Linked DNA regions of Mus musculus: regions 1 and 2 are each linked to region 3. Evidence: chromatin contacts called from public HiChIP or PLAC-seq and promoter capture Hi-C data. All regions are on one chromosome and are shown on one strand. The core of a region is the stretch at or near the end of the contact, and the rest is flanking DNA. Distances in the headings are between cores, read along the strand shown. Region 1 holds the start of P4ha3 (procollagen-proline, 2-oxoglutarate 4-dioxygenase (proline 4-hydroxylase), alpha polypeptide III). Region 2 holds the start of Relt (RELT tumor necrosis factor receptor). Region 3 holds the start of Mrpl48 (mitochondrial ribosomal protein L48).

Region 1 (3,982 bases), core at 753-3,252, 300 kb after region 3:
AATACTTAGTCACTGAGCAGCGGTGGTCTGCTCTTGTGTTGCTTGGTTCACAGCAGTCTTCCTGCCTCAGCCTCCCCACTGCGCCGAGTCTACTTGATCAGCCAGCCTTGAAGAGTCATAGGGAGTTAACATTTTTTCAGTAACTTACTACATGTTAAGCTCAATGATAAATAACTTTACCTGGACACAATCGTTCCAAGAACCCTATGGGAATAACCATTAAAGCATCATTGTTTAGATTAGGAAACTAAAGCTTAAAGATATAACACGGTCAGAGTCAAAAATTCAGAGACCTGTTGAGCTCCTGAATCTAGACTCTGAGTCACTTGGTACCCACAGTGTTCCACACACTTTCTCCTGCATTGGCTTTCTCCTCTTCCTCCTCTTCTTTTCCTCCTCCTCCATCTCCTCCTCCTCTCCTTTTTCCCTTCTTCCTCCTCTTCCCTTTTTTCTCCTCCTCCTCCTCCTTTTTTTTAGTATAGACAGGTGTCTTTTATTAGCTTTTCCTAAACTTGTCTCCTGCTTACAGCCTGTTTTTCTTAGTGTAAGAATGTAATCTGCAGGTTTTTTTTTTTTAACAAACCAATTTGATACTGCAACTCAAACAAATGCGTGTCTAACTACAAGCCATCAGTTGCCACCAATGGCATTTGAAGAGCAGACTGCAGGATTAAGCCAACCCTTACGAAACTGGCTGTCCTTCATGACCATTTCTTATAAACATTTGTGGGAGTGGAGCAGGGCGGGTTGGCATGGGAATGGATTTGAAATTTAAAGTTACTGGAAATCAAATGATGTGCTTCTGCTCTGTCTAGACAAGTTTGTAAGATCAATTGGATTTATGTGGAAACAACTGTGCCTTATAGTCCGTGGGCTTCTCAGTGTCCAAAGCAAAGAAGGCACAAGACATGTTGGTATCATATGCAAGCATTCCTTTTTCATCTTGGACACTGATTAGTGCTCTAAGTCCCACACTTTACAACAGTTTACCTTCCAGGATCTAACTCTACTTTGCTGACTGCATAAAAAATAATGTTGGCTGTGTGTTTGTGCACACTACTCCCAGTATTACCCCGTGTGAAGTAGTTTTTCACAGTGTTTTCTTTGGAGTCAGACATTTTCACATACATACAACCTCTCAGCTACTACTTACATTCAGAGAACTTTTACCCATGGAAAAAGAAATAAGAGCTATAATGGTCACCACAGCATTCTACTGTGTCAGCAGTAACTTGACAAGAAGTCCAAGGTCATTTGCTGCTTGACACAGTATTTGTGAGATCCAACTGGACTCTAGAATCTCCATGCTACCTACACTTTTTCACAGTGTATCAACTTGGACATGTGAAGGTGGATGGGGGGTGGTGTCACACCCCGGGGTGTGTGTTTGTGTGTGACAGAGACAGAGAGTGAGAGACAGAGAGACAGGGAGAGACAGAGAAACAGAAAGAGACAGAGACACGGACAAACACACATACATACAGACACATAGACACAGAGAGAGACAGAGACCGGAACAGAGAGACAGAGACACACACACAAAGAGGCAGAGAGACAGGCACAGAGACAAAGAGACAGACACAGACAGACAGACAGACAGACACAGAGAGTGAGAGAGAGGGAGAGAGAGAGAGAGAGAGAGAGAGAGAGAGAGAGTGACACAGAACTCCTCATTCCCCTTCAAAGTGTCTCAGGGTCCCCACCACATGACAGTTGGGTCTGGAAGTCACTTTGGGCCTCAGTTACTCCTCACCCTCAGTCGCTGAGCATCCCGGCTCCCTGGAGACGCCCTCACCTGGTCAAGTCGCGCAGCCGCGCCTCCTCGCCGCGCAGGTAGCGCCTCAGTGTCCCCAGCAGCCTGCGCTCGGGCGCCAGGGCGCGCGCCACGCTGGTCAGCGCGGAGAACGTGTCCTCCCGCCCCGTGGCCGCCGCGGGGTCTCCCCCGAGCGCCAGCAGCGCCAGCAGAGCCAGCCGCGCCCCTGGGCCCATCGCAGGGTCGCGCGTCCCTCCGCGCTCTCGCCCGGCGCCGCCCCGGCCCGCCCGCCCGCCCGCAGCCTTCCGTCGCCCGCCCTTGGCCGCCTCCGTCCCCTCAGCACTGAATTCCTTAGTGCCTGGCCCGCCGCTAACTCCACACTGATTCCACCGTGCCTGTCACATTTGGGGGAACTGAGGCGAGCGCGGGTGAGCAGTGATTTCTCTAGTTACAGCCGTGCTGAGCCATCATCCAAATTCCTCCTGTGGGACAGGGGAGGACACAAAAACCTCTGGATTATGAGGGGAACTCCAAAGGGTGACACAGCATGGTGACAGAAGTGCAGGTGGCTGGGGCAGAGGGGTAAAGTCTTCACAGAGGACAGGACCTCAGGTGATCTTGAAAGATGGCTAGGACTTACAGAAGCTGAAACTCTAGGATCGAGTCACTACAGAGTCACACAAAAATACCATCATTATATTCTACTAGGCTGCTTGTTTCTTTCACCCCGCTATCCCTTTTGCCCAGCAATGTTTATTCATTTACTCATTCATTTAAGTGTTCAGTAACATCTGTGCTATAGTAGGTGCAGATGCAGCCCGCTGCTCATAAAGGGAAATGGAAATGTAAACCACCATAAAAACACAAAATGGGCAACCACAGGCTGTGTGCAATGGGTGAGGACCTCATCCCCAAAGAGGGGCTTCCCCTGGCATGCTTTGATGGGGAGAGAGCTTCACAGAGTCAATGTGTGTAGTTCTAACAGTATCTTGACTTTAGGCCATCCTGGATTATCCTGGTGAGCTCAACGCAGTTGCCAAGGTCCTTTTAAAAAGGCAAAGAAAAAGCCGGGCGGTGGTGGCCCACGCCTTTAATCCCAGCACTTGGGAGGCAGAGAAACCCTGTCTCGAAAAACAAACAAACAAACGGCAAAGAAAGATACAGGACAATAACAGCCAAATCAGAGACTTGATGATGCTGTGTTGCGACTTTGAAAATGGATAAACGGTCTGTGAGTAACAGGTTGTAGGTAGCTTCTAGAAGGTTGAGAAGGCTGGGGGACAGATCTTTCCTAGTCTGCAGGAAGAACAGATCTGCCAATACCTTGATTTTATCTCGTGACACCTATTCGTTACGGTTTGAATTTGAAATGAACCTCACAGTTTCATCCTCTTGAATACTTGGTAAAAACCAAGCTATGGAGCTTTGGGGAAGTAGGGCTTACATACTCCACTAGGTTCACTAAGGCTTCACTGCTGGCCAGAGCCATCAGGTTTCTGTCTGCTGGATGTGAGCACCGGCCACATATGCTAGCCACCAGACGGGGCAAGACCTGCCAACACACCTTCCTTTTCATGATGGGCTCCAGGAGTCAAAGAAATCTTTTCTCTGTTACAGTGTGTCTGTCAGATATCTGGTCACAGTGCTGAAAAAGTCTAATACATCGGTTCAGACTTCTGAATTCTGAGGCAGTAGGATAAAAAAATCTGGGTTATTATAAGCCCCAGAGTTTGTGATAACTTGTCTAAGCAATAGGAAACTTGGGCGGGTGAGAAGGCCAGCAGCTAAGAGTGCATACACACTGCTCTTACTGAAGGCCTGAGCTGAGTTTTCCCCATCCACGTCCATATAGGGTGTTACATAAATTATTGTATGTTAAACCAACCTCAAATGCCTAATGTAAATCCTCTTAGGTCACAATGCACATTCACATTAATATGTTGCTGGATTTTGTTTGTTGATATTTTGTTGTAACATTTTTGTATCTTTATTATAAGAGAAGGTAGCCCATAGTTTTCTCGAATTATTTTTGTCTGGTCTTTATATCAATGTAAAACTAATTTCAGAGATCACAGTGGGAATTGTTCCCTCCTTTCCTACAGTTTAGAAGAATCTGGAAAGGATTGAAATTTGTTCTTCTTTGAGTAGCTTGAAGAATTCACCATTAAAGTCAGTTAATTCTAAGCTTTCTTTTGGGAGATGTTTTGGTTCTTGATTCAGTCTCCATAG
Region 2 (4,179 bases), core at 878-3,377, 280 kb before region 3:
GCAGGCAGGAGGCAGAGGCAGGCGGGTCTCTGTGAGTCTGAGGCCAACTCAGTCTACATACATGGCGATGGCTCAATAAGGGGACTGTGTCTCAAAAAGAGAAAAACAAAAACTCGGAAGCAGAGAACATTCAGGCAAGTCTGAGCACGTCACTGCTCCCCAGTGGGTTTCCACCATGGACTGTGATGTGGGGCTCTGGGCCCATCCCCAGATTTGGGGGAGCACAGTTGACATTGAATGTATTGGTTTGTTTTTGTTTTTTGTTTTTCCAGGACAGGATGTCACTTTGTATCCTTGGCTGGCTTGCAGTTCACTATGTAGACCAGGCTGGCACAGAACTCAGGGAGATCTGGTTGTCTCTGCCTCCAGTGCTCTGGGGTTAGAAGCACAAGTCACTAGGCCTGCTGCGCTCATGATTTTGACACCAGTAACGTGGAACTTTTTCTGCCCTGTCCCCAAAACCTGGGCTCAGCCAGGTTAATGGAAACTCTCCCCTCCCTCTCGTCTCTCAGGTGTCCAGTTCTCCTCCTGGAATTTCCCAGGCTCTGGGGACCTGACCTTTCCTTTCCTTTCCTTTCCTTTCCTTTCCTTTCCTTTCCTTTCCTTTCCTTTCCTTTCCTTTCCTTTCCTTTCTGTGGCTCAAATTCTATGACTTAATTTGTTTACCAGCCCACCCATTCCCAACAGACATATTTACTTCCTCAACCTCTTCCGTGAGCTGTGATTATCCTGATTCCAGCCAGGCCTCTGTCTCCCGCACTGGGCTCCTCTGTGCTGTCCGAGTTTCATCTCATCCTGCTCTCCTGGCCACCTTAGATTCTTTGAATGATGCTGGGGGAGTGGGAAGGTAACGGAAGAGAAGGCTGTGGGAGCTGAGATGTGCTACTGCTAGTGCCACCGCACCACTACTGCTACTACCACCGCACCATACCACACACGGGCCCAGTTTATAACCATTGCAAGAGTGCAATGGTTACTTACTGCCTGGCTTCTACAACGATGTCTCATAGTGTTGGTCACTCTTTTTGTGTTTGCTTGCTTGTGAAACAATGTCTCCATATGTAGCCCAGGCTGGCTTGGAACTCAGGAGCTTCCTGCCTCTGCCTCCCAAATCCTGGCCTCCCAGTCCGTTACTTCTCCTGTCCTCCACTGGACACTGCGATGGCTGGCATTGGTGATAGAAGAGTGGGACCGCTGGTGTTAGGGGAGAGGATTGTCATTGTCATACCTACTTGGGGGAGGAACCAGCTACCCTGAAGGAAGGGGTATTTAGGCCAGGTTCCAAAGGAATTCACCAGGTGAGCATTCCTTATAGTCTCTCTTATTAGCTAGGTGGGGGATTCTAGAAACCAGCTTGGGTCTCATCCAAGACACTGAGGGTGCTCTTACCCACAACCAATTCCAAAGACTATTCCCAGGCAGTGGCAGCTGTGGCCCTAGTTACACAGGCAATGGTGACAGGATCTGAGTAGCATTCATGTCTCAAGCACCTTTTCGCTGCATCACACAAGCCCAGATTTCTTGGTTCGGAGCACACACACACACACACACACACACACACACACGCCCGCACGCGCGCGCGCACACACACACACACACCACACACACACACACACACACACACACGCCCGCACGCGCGCGCACACACACACACACACACACCACACATACACACACACACACACACACACACACACACACACACACACACACACGGCCGCGCCTCCCTGATGCGCCCCAAGGGATGCATGCGCACACACACACACACACACACCACACATACACACACACACACACACACACACACACACACACACACACACACACACACACACACACACACACACACACACACACACACACACACACACACACACACACACACACACACACACGGCCGCGCCTCCCTGATGCGCCCCAAGGGATGCATCTGAAGAACATCCTAGTCGTAGCCCCTGCAGTTCCTAGGAGGCTCAAGAGGTGGCGATGCGGAGCAGCGTGGCCTGGCGGGAGAATCGTGAGCCCTTGGCCCGCAGAGGGGCTCGGGGTTAGGGGCCGCAAGTCGGAGCTCTGACGTCGGGGGCGGGGCCAGAAGCCGTGACGCGAGGGGAGGGGCCGCGCAGCTTCCCGGCCAGGCCGGCGATTCATTCAAAAGGCGCGCAGGCTGCGCGGCCGGCCCCGAGCGCTCGCCTAGCGGGGCCCCGGCGCCGCGTCGGACGCTGAGCGAAGCTGGTGCTGCGGGCCAGGTAAGGAGGGTGCGCACGGCCCTCAGCCCCGCTCCGCTGCTCCGAGGAAGTTCTCCTGAGCGGCGGATGCGTCAGCCCCGCTCTCCTGCCCAGTCCCGTCCCATCCTGGTGCTGTCTACGCGTCCCGGAGCCCCCGGGCTGCGCGTCCTCCCGGCACCGCGCGCGGCGCAGTCTGTCAGAAGGTGCGCGAGAGGAAGCAGCGGAACTTGGCGTGCAAGGGGTCGGGGGAGCCCGGGAAACTTGGACTGACACCAAAGGCCGGCTGCGGGACGGGACGGCGGCGCCTCGGTGCGGCTGCAGCGCGGGGCGGCCGGGAAGGGGGGGGGTGTTCTGAACGGTGTCAGCCAGTGACTGTGGGTGACACGGCGCATGAGGCGGCCTGGCCCGGGCGAACGTGTGGCTGGGACACTGGGCGGTGACGCCGAGCCTAGCGGGCGACACAGAGGGGCTCTGTGTGTGAGGCAGGCAGAGTGTGTGTGATTGTGTATGTGAGAGACCCCAGGTCACTGGGGTCACTGTGTGTGGCCGGCCTGTAGTGTGACCCGGGCTAGTTGTGAGTATAAGGTAGAACAGAGGAACCCTAAATAACTTAAGCAAGCCCTGAATCACGGGGTCATAGGGTGCATGTGGGACGGGGTGGGGGGGGAGGGAGGAGAGAGAGAGAGAGAGAGAGAGAGAGAGAGAGAGAGAGAGAGAGAGAGAGAGACTGTCTGCCTGCCTGCCTGCCTAGGATAGAGTAAGACAAGGAGGAACCTGACACCTTCCAGTGTTTGAGGGGCCAAGGAAGATCAGGAGTCTAGGGAATAAAGATCTCTCTCCAAGACACCCTTAGAGTTCAGTTTAGTGAGTTTGCACGCAGACATGACCTAGCAGAGGAAGCCAGAATTGGGTGGGCTAGCCCCTCTGGCACAGAGAAGACCTGAGGTGGTCTCAGTCTCCACTCCACTCCACGCTCACACACACACACACACACACACACACACACACACACACACACTGAAGTCCCCAACATCTAGCAAGGCACTGTGTATTCTGTTTTGTGATCAGATCTACCCCTGCTAAGCCTCAGTCTCCCAGTCTGCAGAGAGGTGTGAATAGCCTGTGAATCATCACTTTGGGATCCTCTATTGTTTTTGGGTCAGTCTTCTCCATTCTCCTCTCCCCTCCAGACAGAAAGACTGCAGTGGGGGTGGGGGCAGGCGTCTGCTTGTGACACAATGGAGTGGTCCAAGGTTCCCATGTGTTGGTGAACAGTTGGAAACAGTCTTGCTCACAGTTGGTCAAGAAGATGTCAGGCTCCCACTCAAAAGCCACTGGCCCTTTAGATACTGAAACCTCAATCCAAAGACACTTCTCTACCCAGGTCTCCTTTTTCAGCCCCCTGGTTGGAAAGAGAGGGAATATTTGTTCTCCGGCAATGAATGGTCTGTTCTGATCTGGTCTTGGAGTTCTTGCTTGGTCTCTGGAAAAGGCCATTCTGAGACTCCTGCTCCCACAAGAGGGGCAGTGCCTCAATTTATGTAGAATGGGTGGCATCTGGGCTCCCTAGCTCCAGAGGTGGCAGTAGCGATGGGGTACCACATCTGATAGAAGTAGTATGTGGAGGGTCTGTTTTTGGTGACCCTCTGGAAGGGGGGCTTGACATTGGGGTGGGGGACAGTGACAGGCTTTCCTTTAAACACTTCATAATGTGCTGTTTTGTTGAATCCTTACAGCGGTTCTAAGATGTGGTGACTCTTAGAGGAACTGAGGCCCAGAGAACCACAGTGGCTTGTCCAAGGTCACATAGACTCAGGACAGTGCCAGGACTGGGATTCAAGCCTGCCTGTGAGGTGCTTGGAGAGGATCACCACTTTCCTGGTAGTTGCTCTTGGCATATCTGAGCTCCCATCTATCAGACTTGGGCTGGCAGGCCTGGTAGGCCTGGCACAGG
Region 3 (3,729 bases), core at 472-2,971:
TCTGCAAGAGCCACAAGAGTTCTTAACTGCTGAGCCATCTCTCCAGCCCTTTATTTTTCGTTTTTGTTTGTTTCATTTATTTTTTTCAAGACAAGGTTTCTTTGTGTAGCTCTGGCTGTCCTGCAACTCATTTTGTAGACCAGGCTGGCCTCAAACTCAGAGATCCACCTGCCTCTGCTTCCCAGTACCAGGATGTACCCCACTACCACTCATGCTCCAGCCCTTATTTACTAGTTTTGACACTTTTTCTGTGTTAAAAACAGCAACAGTAGCAAAATAAAGTAACCGTTGCACATTCGTTATTTCACCCAATGCTGACTTTATTGTATGCCTCAGGTACTCCCTCTGTACACAGAGTTTATATGCCTATCTTGGTGACATGAATTTCTTATTGCTCTGTAATGATTTAAATGTGCCATTTAAGGGCAGGAACCACAAGCTATTCATTTTTGTGTTCCCAGGATTCCATCAAAGGACTGGCAAAAGGTATTGCTAATTAAATAGTTGGTAGCTGAGTGTAGTGGCCTAAGCTTGTTATCAAAGCACCTTGGAGGCAAATACAAATTCAGAGCCAGCCTGGTCTACCCTGAGAGACCTTTGTCTGTAAAATCGAGCAGTTTCTCTCCGGGAGGCTTGTGAGGAATAAAGCGAGCTACTGAATATGCCAGCAAGATTTTGATGAAGGGACCCTGGTCTCATATGAGGCTATGTCAGTGCCTGGCAAATACAGAAGTGGATACTCACAGTCATCTATACGATGGAACACAGGGCCCCCAATGAAGAAGCTAGAGAAAGCACCCAAGGAGCTGAAGGTCTGCAACCTTATAGGTGGAACAACAATATGAACTGACCAGTACCCTCAGAGCTCGTGTCTCTAGCTGCATATGTAGCAGAAGATGACCTAGTTGACCATCACTGGGAAGAGAGGTCCTTTGGTATTGCAAACTTTATATGCCCTAGTACAGGGGAATGCCAGGGCCAAGAAGTGGGAGTGGGTGGGTAGGGGAGCAGGTCGGGGAGAGGGTATAGGGAACTTTCAGGATAGATTTGAAATTTGAAATGTATATAAAGAAAATATCTAATAAAAAAAAAAAAAGAAGAAGAAGAAGAAGCCAGGCTTGGTGGTGCATGCCTTTAATCCCAGCACTTGGGAGGCAGAGGCAGGCTGATTTCTGAGTTCGAGGCCAGCCTGGTCTACAAAGTGAGTTCCAGGACAGCCAGGGCTACAGAGAAACCCTGTCTCAAAAAACCAAACCAAAACAAACAAACAAGCAAACAAAAACAAAAAAAGAAAAAAAAAACTGTGAGCTACTGAACGAAAAGTATTGCACATCATGGCCTCTCAATAAAAGATAATTATTCTTAATTACTATGAGGATATGGAACGCTAGGAAAGTTCACCTGGGGTTAATCAGCTCCAAAGTCGAGGTAACAAGTCAAGATTTGCATACGAGACGCTGGAATAAATTAACCAGACAGGATCTGTGTCCTAAAGGAATTCAATCAAAATAGAGAAGAGAGACATTAAATAATATGTAGTCTCATAGGTGAGATACCAAAATTATGTGAAAAGCACTCGGTAACAAAGACGGCAATCCATACTGCCCAGAGAAATCACAGGGAAGGTGACAGGAGCTGGGGTGAGGGTGGAATCTGGGGAGAGTTTTATCCCTTGGGTTTTAAAAACTTCCGGAACCAAGATGCTGCGTGAGCAGAAAGCGTCTCGGTAGGATTTGGTGGACGGACGTGATGAAGACCTTTCCGGCCCTGTTTCCAGACGCCTGGGGTCGTGATTGCTAGGGTGGATCTTCGGTTTGCTCAGAAGCCGCTGTGGTCGAGAATGAGCGGAACCCTGGGAAAGGTAACGCAGATTCCACGCACGTAGGGAGCTGAGGAAAGCGGAAGGGAAAGCAGAGCTGGAAGGTGTTTGCGTGCGGACGTTTAGGCCTAGGACTCTGCGAACAGGCCTTTCCCAGCAGTCCCTGCGGCGCCTCACTGTCAATTCTTTCCCCGGCCCAGGGCGAGCTTGCCAGTCTCGTGCCACGCCCCCTCCACTTGTCACCCTCGCTGCCTCGTGCCTAGGAAAGGGAGAGTCCCCACACACGGAATATCGTCCCCTTAAATTGTCTGACCTTGGGCAGGTCATCTACTTTTTACATTTAATCATCTTTTAAGAGAATCCTCGCTGAAGTGGTTGGGATGTGAATGAAGTTACTCGGTGATAAGAGGAATACAATAATGATAAATTACACTTTTGCTTACAAAATCTTATTTGAGAGCATTTCATAAAACCGAGCGAACCAACCATTTCGTTTTGTTACTCTTGGCTTCCAAAATATTAAGAGACTATTGCAGAACCAGGTGAGCCTTCTTTCCTTTTATGAGACGAGGTCTCATCATGTAGCCCAGACTGCTCATGACACAAGTCTCCTGCATCAGTTCCCCCCAGTGCTTGGATAACAAGTACGCATCACTACCCCAAGCCACACTACCATTCTTAAATCTGGTCCTTGTTTTTCTCTTCCCTTAACAAAGTTACCAGATCTCAGTTGGTCTTTTCCACTTGTGTCATATTGCTTAGGTTGTTGTTGTTCCTGTTCTCTTCGTATTGGGGTTTTATTCCAGGCATTAATTATAGAGACTTTATCACCATAATGTATGTATAAATCAATATGGTCATTGCCATTTTTGGATGTGGGACTACCCTTGAATGTCTCTAAATTTGAGTTTCTCATCCCATCCTTCATGAAGGGACCCACTAGTTCTCTTTAGCCAATTTGTGATAACAGGTCTGCTGCAAAGATAATAGAAATAAACTTCAACATTCCATTCTATTCTCTGGTTCTATTTATCTTCTTTCCAAGGAAGGAAGAGAAGATCAGTATGCAAGGAATATAATTTGCAATAGTGCAGAAGAATCCATGGAAACCTGGCACTAAGGCCATCATCTAACAAAGCCAGGAATTGGGGTAGTGTCTTTAATCATAGAACTTGGGAGGCAGAGGTAGGAGGATCAGGAGTTCAAGGACAGCTGTGATTATAGATTTAGTTTGAAGCCAACCAACCTAAGCTACTTGAAACCTGACCTCAAAAAGTAAAAGAAAAAGAAAAACAAGCCCAAAAGTATAATAGAGGATACTGCAAATAGGAATGGGTGTTTTGTAAGGGATGAAGGATGGTGCTAATAAGAATGTTGGTATTTTGTAGTCATTTGTTTAGTTTTATTTGCTCTTCACATATTATTATTAAGCAGTCCTAGCTGACAGAAAAGGTGTGGAAATTCAAATGTCAGTAGTTATAAAATCTGTGTTCCTAATAACCTTCATGAAGATAGATTTTGAGAGTCGATACAGTCATAGTAGAAGAATGCTGCCAAAGGAAACACTAGAAACAAGATCAACTTTTATGAGAACTTAGAAAAAAGACTTGAAAGCATTGATTTTTGTATTCAAATACTTGAGGCATTAGCTCTAGTACCGACTGAGGACAGTGAGGATAACGTGAAGCTTCTGGGATTCCACTTTGGTGCCTCTTCATCTCTTCCTTCTCTTTTGAATTTGACTACTTTGTTTCCTTTCATTGAGATAGTATTTCACTTTTTTTGAAGGCTGACCTTGAACTTGTAGGTTCTAGTGATTCTCCTACTGCTGTCCCTTAAGTAGCTCAGTCTACAGGTATTTGTCATTTCATCCAGTTCAATTTGAACTTTCTGATGCATGAATCTAAGCA

The links. HiChIP or PLAC-seq counts read pairs in DNA pulled down with a chosen protein or histone mark. Capture Hi-C pulls out chosen DNA fragments and counts their contacts.
Region 1: a contact with region 3 is called in a FOXA1 HiChIP or PLAC-seq map of pancreatic cancer cells. The contact joins the promoter of P4ha3 here to the promoter of Mrpl48 in region 3. A contact is called at or near these places in 3 of 39 promoter capture datasets (embryonic stem cells, neural stem cells and stem cell-derived epiblast-like cells), 1 of 115 datasets of contacts at active chromatin or transcription factors (pancreatic cancer cells) and 1 of 9 other capture datasets (pancreatic islet).
Region 2: a contact with region 3 is called in a promoter capture Hi-C map of adipose tissue. The contact joins the promoter of Relt here to the promoter of Mrpl48 in region 3. A contact is called at or near these places in 10 of 39 promoter capture datasets (the 3T3-L1 cell line, the C10 cell line, cranial neural crest and 6 more), 9 of 115 datasets of contacts at active chromatin or transcription factors (astrocytes, effector CD8 T cells, embryonic basal ganglia and 6 more) and 2 of 9 other capture datasets (adipose tissue and liver).

What each region holds. Positions count from the first base shown.
Region 1 is chr7:100,283,540-100,287,521 of GRCm38.p6, reverse strand. P4ha3 (procollagen-proline, 2-oxoglutarate 4-dioxygenase (proline 4-hydroxylase), alpha polypeptide III) reads right to left here and starts at 2,002. Exons shown (of 13, transcript NM_177161.4): 1 at 1,796-2,002. The coding sequence starts at 1,989.
Region 2 is chr7:100,861,361-100,865,539 of GRCm38.p6, reverse strand. It overlaps Relt (RELT tumor necrosis factor receptor), which reads left to right and starts at 2,127. Exons shown (of 11, transcript NM_177073.6): 1 at 2,127-2,246.
Region 3 is chr7:100,581,122-100,584,850 of GRCm38.p6, reverse strand. Mrpl48 (mitochondrial ribosomal protein L48) reads left to right here and starts at 1,721. Exons shown (of 8, transcript NM_198831.3): 1 at 1,721-1,861. The coding sequence starts at 1,841.